Linked DNA regions of Mus musculus: region 1 is linked to region 2. A link is a contact called in public Hi-C data. All regions are on one chromosome and are shown on one strand. The core of a region is the stretch at or near the end of the contact, and the rest is flanking DNA. Distances in the headings are between cores, read along the strand shown. Region 1 has its middle 56 kb from the start of Gm40638. Region 2 has its middle 65 kb from the start of Gm35154.

The links. A called contact is a pair of places that touch in the nucleus more often than the background predicts.
Region 1: a Hi-C map of uterus shows a contact between it and region 2, with 5 times the contacts expected there. The contact joins two enhancer-like sites. A contact is called at or near these places in 10 of 39 promoter capture datasets (the 3T3-L1 cell line, 3T3-L1-derived adipocytes, the C10 cell line and 5 more), 4 of 484 Hi-C or Micro-C datasets (embryonic fibroblasts, reprogramming fibroblasts and uterus) and 4 of 115 datasets of contacts at active chromatin or transcription factors (astrocytes, bone marrow-derived macrophages, embryonic forebrain and 1 more).

The regions. Positions count from the first base shown.
Region 1 is chr10:44,885,920-44,889,307 of GRCm38.p6, forward strand. No RefSeq gene overlaps it. Among named protein-coding and RNA genes, the nearest start is that of Gm40638, 56 kb to the right of the region's middle. Within about 2 kb of position 1,567, at least 56 of the 459 cell types and tissues checked have an H3K27ac peak or open chromatin away from gene starts, as enhancers often do. A contact at or near this core is called in uterus, where this site is marked.
Region 2 is chr10:44,532,531-44,536,112 of GRCm38.p6, forward strand. No RefSeq gene overlaps it. Among named protein-coding and RNA genes, the nearest start is that of Gm35154, 65 kb to the right of the region's middle. Within about 2 kb of position 2,226, at least 7 of the 459 cell types and tissues checked have an H3K27ac peak or open chromatin away from gene starts, as enhancers often do. A contact at or near this core is called in uterus, where this site is marked.

The sequences.
Region 1 (3,388 bases), core at 317-2,816, 350 kb after region 2:
CATAAGAAGCTGAACTAAAGAATATATTAGGTGTGTTCCATGGTACCTAAACCTGTTTCAAAACTGGATTGAGCCATGTAATGAAAAGCAAAAGAACTCTTTCTCTGAGACAATAATTTATTTCTCTCCAGTGAGATGAATAGATCTTATTTCTAAGAGCCTCCAGCTATCTGACTGTGTGACTCACTAGCATTTTACAAGATGTATGAGAATCCTATGTCTTTAAGGTTGAAGATTCATTCCATGGGGAAGATCTTCAGTATCTTCCATGTTATACCAACGCAAGCTAAGTATACTTGACCTACTACATCTGTTCCTCTCATCTATTTGATCAAGTTCATGCTTTTGCTATTATATGCATGGAAGGGCTCTGTTGTATTTTTTATTTAGTAATGCATTCTAGCTCATATGTACATGAGGATTTTTGTTTCAATTGTGACCCTTGATCTGGAACTTTCTATTCTGTGTATAGAGAATGGAGAAATAATTGGGCAAATCGTGGCCAATCTTATAAAAGTTCACAGATGCCTCTTTGAATGCAACAGTTCATAATGATTTAAACGAGACTTTGTGCCCTAACTTTCATCTCAATATATGAGGTGGGTGGTGGGGGAGGGAGGAAGTGGATCGATGGCCAAAACTGAGTTTTGATCCCTGCTCTCACCCGGGCCCTACCCACAAACACCATCTAAAGCAAGACCAGTTGTCAGCACTTCATTCATGAGCATCATTACCAAAATTCCACAATTCACTTATGGTATCAAAGGTTTGTTTTAATGGAAATAATTTATATGGCATCTTCTCTGGGAAGAATCAGAAAGGTCCATTTGCTGTCTTGACTTTGAACATTGTGGTCTGAGTTCAGTTACATGCTTCAGAGTCAAAAGCCTGCTGCAGCCCACACTAAAATGGATGCTACAGATGTCACCCAGAACCCATGGAAACACAGAACTTAGAGTCGGGAAGGAAAGTGAAGAGGGAGGTTTTCTCTTCTGACATCTCTCTAACAACTGTGTCTAACCTGAAAATGTGGCTCCAATCCTTCTCAGAACTATTATTTTCTTTACAGCAAAGTTCTAAAAACTTGGTTTCTTTTGATTTCTCCCCCCCTGGCAGGAAAATGACACATTTGGGGCCAAGGCATTAAAGTGTGGTCTCTTGGGAAAAGGGGGGAGGGCTATTGCTCTCGAGCCCACAAACAGTTGCAGGTGCAAAAAATGTGCACACGAAAAGGGAGGTCTGGTAGAGGCCCTTTTAAAATGTGGCCTTTTAAGTTCAATAAATCTCTTTGCTCTCCCCTTTGTGAGCTGTGTGCGTTCCTCCCACACTCTAATGCACATTTCAGTCTCCAATGTGGCCTCCAGAAGGAATCTCCGTGTTTGTTGTGAAGTTTTCCGTAATTACATAATCATTGAAGTCTGTGAGGTGGCTGAAAAATGCAAACCCGGGGATTACAGTAACATAATTAGGCTGCTTCCTGTAAGAGCCAAGCTTCTCGGGTCAGGCTTTGATTGGCTGCCCTCGGACCCTTCCTTTTCCTCAGTGAATCACAGCTCAATGGGCCTTTCTGCAGGCCAACTGCTGCGAGGCATTTTAACAGCGTGCTTTTTGTGCGCCCTGAATGAGTTCTGTACACACCCTCTGCATCAGTTTGATTAAGAAGGCAGGGGCAGGGGAGCCAGAGGGCTGTGGTTTCTCGGATGCCTTCGTGTCTGTGTGGTGACAGAGCCAATGCTTACTTTGTCTGGGCCGCAGTACCTTGACTCATCTGGTGGTGTCTAGAAGCCTTGAGTCCTGGCTTTGGGGTATTGGTAGCAAGAAAGAGAAGAAAGGGCAGAGAAAAGCTGAGTTTTGCGTGTGTAATGGAATTTGGTAGCTGATGTGCATCATTCATTCTCAGGTGGGTAGGGAAGATGATATATCACAAACAACCCGCCCACAAATAGCTTTCTATTCTAGGCAGTGTCATAACCATAACCCAAACCTAACCCTTTCTATTATGGGCTACATTGGCCCATAGGATCTACTTCCTCCTCTCCTAACCACTCTTGGAAATGGGAAATGATTCTTCTTGAGCTTCTGTGTCCATCTTTCTCCTCCTTTTGATAATCTCAGCGCACATGGAGGCCTCAGAAAAGTATAAAGTCCAGGTAACACTGATTACTTTGAAAATAAGGATAGTCATTTAGGAAACTTAAAAAAAAAAACACTTGATTTGGTGGATTCTTATTAAAAATCATCAATTGCTCATCAGTGGTCCCAAGTCAGGGGAGCAGCTGTCAAGTAAGGGAAGATGACCAGAAGGAAATCTTCCCCTTAATTTAATCCTGCACCAATGAGCAGAATAAGATGTCAGAGTTTTTTGTTTGGAAAAAAAAAATAGTAGAGTAGTTCAAATGGAGACAGACATCTAATTGTCAGGAGCATCCAATGGACTTGATGGCCACAGCATTTCTCTTAAGCAGATAGCTCGTTCATCACAGTGGGTAAAGGCCCAAGTGGGAATGTTCTGAAAGTCTTTCCTCTACTTTGGAAGATTCTCTTGCTCTGTTTTCAAGAACCCTTCAGGTCTTCTCATCCATTCTGTTGGGTTTCCTCGCAGAGAAAATTCCAGTTTCACTAAATATTCTTTCTTTGTGTCTACACTTTCAAAGTCTTAACATAACTGTGTTTCTTGATACACATTTCCTAAGTGAGGGTGTCTTTAGGAAGTGAACAAAGCACTGCAAATTTTGACTGAATCACGTTTTTGAAAATAGTGCTTTGTCCTCCTCTCTGTCAACGCCAAAAACCAAAGCTCTTGCTGATATACAGTACATCTAAACTATCCATGGGGGAGCTAAGCAACCATAAAGAAATGAAAGATTGCCTTTGCTGTATAAGTTGAAACTAGTATAAGAAACTTAGATTATATTAGAATTCTCTTCATTTTAGTTATCTCAAAAATATTTCAGTAGGGCCCTTAAAAGTAAAATAAAACTAAGTTGCTGCAAATATGATTCAGGTTGAAAGGAGACATACTCATGTCAATGCGTGTGTGTGTGTGTGTGTGTGTGTGTGTGTGTGTGTGTGTGTGTATACACTCACACACACAAGGTTTCAGCTCCTCTGAGGTTGCTATACTGAGGATCTTAGGTACTTGCTGTTTTACAGTAGATGTTTTCCACAGAACAGGCTTTTCTACTGGCCAACTTCAAAATTGGCTCCCTGCAGAGAAGTCTGGGTTGAAAGAAGGACAAACAAGACAGAGGCCATGGTCACTTTCAACCCTCTTCTTGGAAGTATTCATTGTCTCTCTCTTCATATTTAACTAGTTAGAAGTAGAGGTGTGTGGCCAGATAAAATCTCTGCTTAGAGGAAGAGAGTTGCACACTTCACAAACACCAGA
Region 2 (3,582 bases), core at 976-3,475:
TCCTAAACCCAAAGTGTTGCTTCTTCCAGATAAGGGCTCTTTAACTTGTATGTAAGAGATGAGGACTGAAGAGAAAATGGGAGATGAGTGTGCTCTTGGGCAGGTTCTCGCTAGCTCTGTTTGCTCACATCGCATTACAGGGGGGGTCAACCACTTGTGGTCACATTCTCCCACACAAACCATCATGTTCAGACTTCAGAGTCTTTCATCATGTTACTTTCTATTTGAATTGTATCCCTTTTTCTAGCTATGTTGCTACCTGCACTGCTCTGTTCTGTGTTTGGGCAAGAGACATAAGGAGAAAAAACTTGGGTCTATTTATCTTGGCATCCATAGTTACCTGTAGGTGGTCCTCAAAATCCTTCATGAACTAATGACAAATTCATTTGTAGAGTAACTATGTATGTTAGGTGCACATATTTCATCCTAAAACAGCCCAAAAGGGAGGTTTGCTATACCTATTTTATAGGAAAAGAAATGAGATTTAGTTATCTAAGATTAAACAGCTAGCACCTGACCGGGGTGCCAAAGTCAGCTGTTCCCTCTGGAGACTCCTTCAGAAGACTGAATAAAAAACAGAATTTGTCGTTGGCTTTGTTTCTTGCTGCTGGCTTGTTTGTGCCAAAGACAAAAGAAGAAGCAACATTCCTATCAATTTTAGTATGTCAATTTGTTAATTTATTAAGTATTTAATAGGAATCCAGTGTTTGCCAGGTACTTAGAACACAACGCTGGCCGGGAAGTGGTGGTGCACGCCTTTAATCCCAGGACTTGGGAGGCAGAGGCAGGCGGATTTCTGAGTTCGAGGCCAGCGCGGTCTACAGAGGGAGTTCCAGGACAGCCAGGGCTACACAGAGAAACTGTCTCAAAATAAATAAATAAATAAATAAAAATTGCTGAACAAAGCAGAGTGGGTCTTTCCCTTCCTGAATGCAGATGCCAGCAGGGAAAAGCCAGAATTGTGCTGCACACAGTCCCCAGTGCAGCAGCAGCCCCTGATCCAGCCTGACAGGGCCACAGGAAGGAGGACATTTACTTGAAGATGATTCTAAGGGGACTATGTCACTGGCTGTAGGCCGCTCAAGTTCAGAAAAAGGGAAGGACCTAACGAATTGTGAGTGAATACATTCTCCACAAACTTGTAGAAGAGGCTTAAAAAGAAAATAAAAGAATTTTGTAATAAGTCTGCTCTGTTCAGTTTTTCAACCTGGGGCAATCTTAGTGCCTCCCTTCCCACCAACTCTGACTGCCGTCTTTGGGTACACAATTTAAAGTAGGGGCTTGTAAACATTTTTTTTTTTTGGTGTGTGTGTTAATATTTTTTGTTAAGTTACATGACTGGTTTATTTGACTTAATGAAATATGTCTGTTTTAGGAATAAAATTCCCAAACTATGAAGTCTGAGGGTTTGTTCAAATTATTTTTGCTTCATTGGAATTTGGTGGTGTATTGCATCATTGGCTGGAATTTCAGGACTTGTTACAGAATGCAGTTTTAAAAACGATGCTGATAGGAATGAAGTTTAATGCTTGCTAATTTGTAATTACCATTCAATGGAAGAACTAGCCCAGGAAAGCATGTGGGGTGGTGTGACTGAGACAGGAAGAGACAGACTTGGAAACCAAAGACCTAACTAAAATCAGAAAGTAGCATTTTAGTCCTTTCTAGCTGGTGGGAAATTAATAGGTTGTTCTCCATAGATTAACCCTCGTTTTCAAGTAAGGATATTGTATTTACCACCATAATAGCTCTAATATATGACTTGATTTTCAAAATTAAAAATTTAAGGATGAAAATAGTCACTCAGACAACTTGCAACTGGCGGCAGCGGGCGGTGGCAAGAGAGCAGTTGTTTTTAATAAGAAAATGATGGGGAAGATCAAAGAAGAGCAGCGATCAGGATGTGGGAGTGAGTTCTCTTTATTGTGAACTGCTTTGGAGGGAGGTGAGAGATGAGACAGAGATGAGGAAGTCTCTCCTTTAGCTTCTCTGATCTAGCCTTGGGTGAGGAGAGTCCCTCTGGACAAGCGGCAAAGAAAAGACATGGTTAACTGGGGTAGTAAAAAATAAAATCAATGGCCCATAAATACTAAGTGTTTTAAGCTTGCGTTTCTCCTAGATTAAAAGAAGGAGGAAAGAAGCCGTTTGCTGTTGCCGCTGTCCTCTGCAGCTTGTGAAGCACGAGTCTCACTGATGGAGCAAACGCAGCCGGCCTTGCTTTCAGAGAGATAGGAAGACAGTACTGGGATGATTCAAAGACTTCTGGCAAATGGAGGCTTTAAGGTTTTAAACAAGATCCCCAGAGGAGGAGAAAATATGCTGGAAAAAAATAGTCATAAAGTACCTTTTTATGTTAAGTACAAAAAGACAGGAAATGTCCCCCCCCCCCCAAATATTGTTGTGTTTTCTCCATCTGGTGCAATAAAACAAGACAGATATGTCACGTTACACAAAAATTTCATAATATATATATATATGGTATAGTTAGATGCTAGAGAGCAAGTCTCTGGAGCAGTAGACATGTTACTCTCGGCCCCTCCCTCCCCAGCACTGTGTGCACTGCTTCTCTGGGGCCATTAAACCTCATAACTTTTCACATAGACAGTTTTTGGTTAATGGAATTACAGAACTTCAGAACTGTCATCATTACATCTAAGAAGGCCTTCTCTGTTTGCTAACTTCCTTCCAAAAACATTTTTGCCCTAATTACATTTTGTTCGTGGTTTGAGGAGCCCAGGACAACCCAGGGGAATAATTTCATTCTAATTTCGTCTTTCCTTTCCCAGGAGGTCTGTGTCCCTGCCATAGCTACCAAATTTACTTGATCCCTTGATTAACTGTTGTCCACTTTTTAGTGAAAGGGAAAAGCGAGCAAGCACCGGAAGCCAGATGAAGCCGCCGCTTTCTTCTTGTTTTACTCTTTCCTTGACGAGGTAACAGAGTTTGTATAGGCTTTCAGCCATGCCCCACTTCTTATCCAGGGCTCTGAGTGTGAGACAGGAAAGCTCTCTCTCTCTCTCTCTCTCTCTCTCTCTCTGTGTGTGTGTGTGTGTGTGTGTGTGTGTGTGTGTGTGTGTGTGTGTGTGTGTGTGTGTGTTTAGTCCTTGGACAGCAGATGGGGTGACCAGGCCTGGCTCTCCCAGGCCTATTCTCACTTTGTGCCTTCACCTCACCTGCCTGCCAGAGACAGGGGTTTCCTAGGTGTGAATAGTTAGTTTCTGTTCAAACTTCCTTAAGCCACACCTCCAGTTCCCGTTAGCTGCCCACTTGGGCTGGACTCAAGGGCTCCGGTTTGTAATCCCAAAACTCAGGAAGCTGAGACTGGAGGCTGAGAAATTCACAGCAGACCTGAGATACATTTAAGACTTTGTGTTAAACAAACAAACAAACAAACAAACAAATAAACGTACGTAACAAAAGAAAGAAAACAAGACCCCAAACAAGTGATCAAAGCAAACAAAAACTCCAAACCCTTCCCCAAACCGCCACCCAACAGCCTGCTTGATTGGCCATTTCCACTTCAATAGCTAAAAACCTGTCAGGTGTAAAGCTTTATCATTCCCTGGACAGCATTTTCCCTTC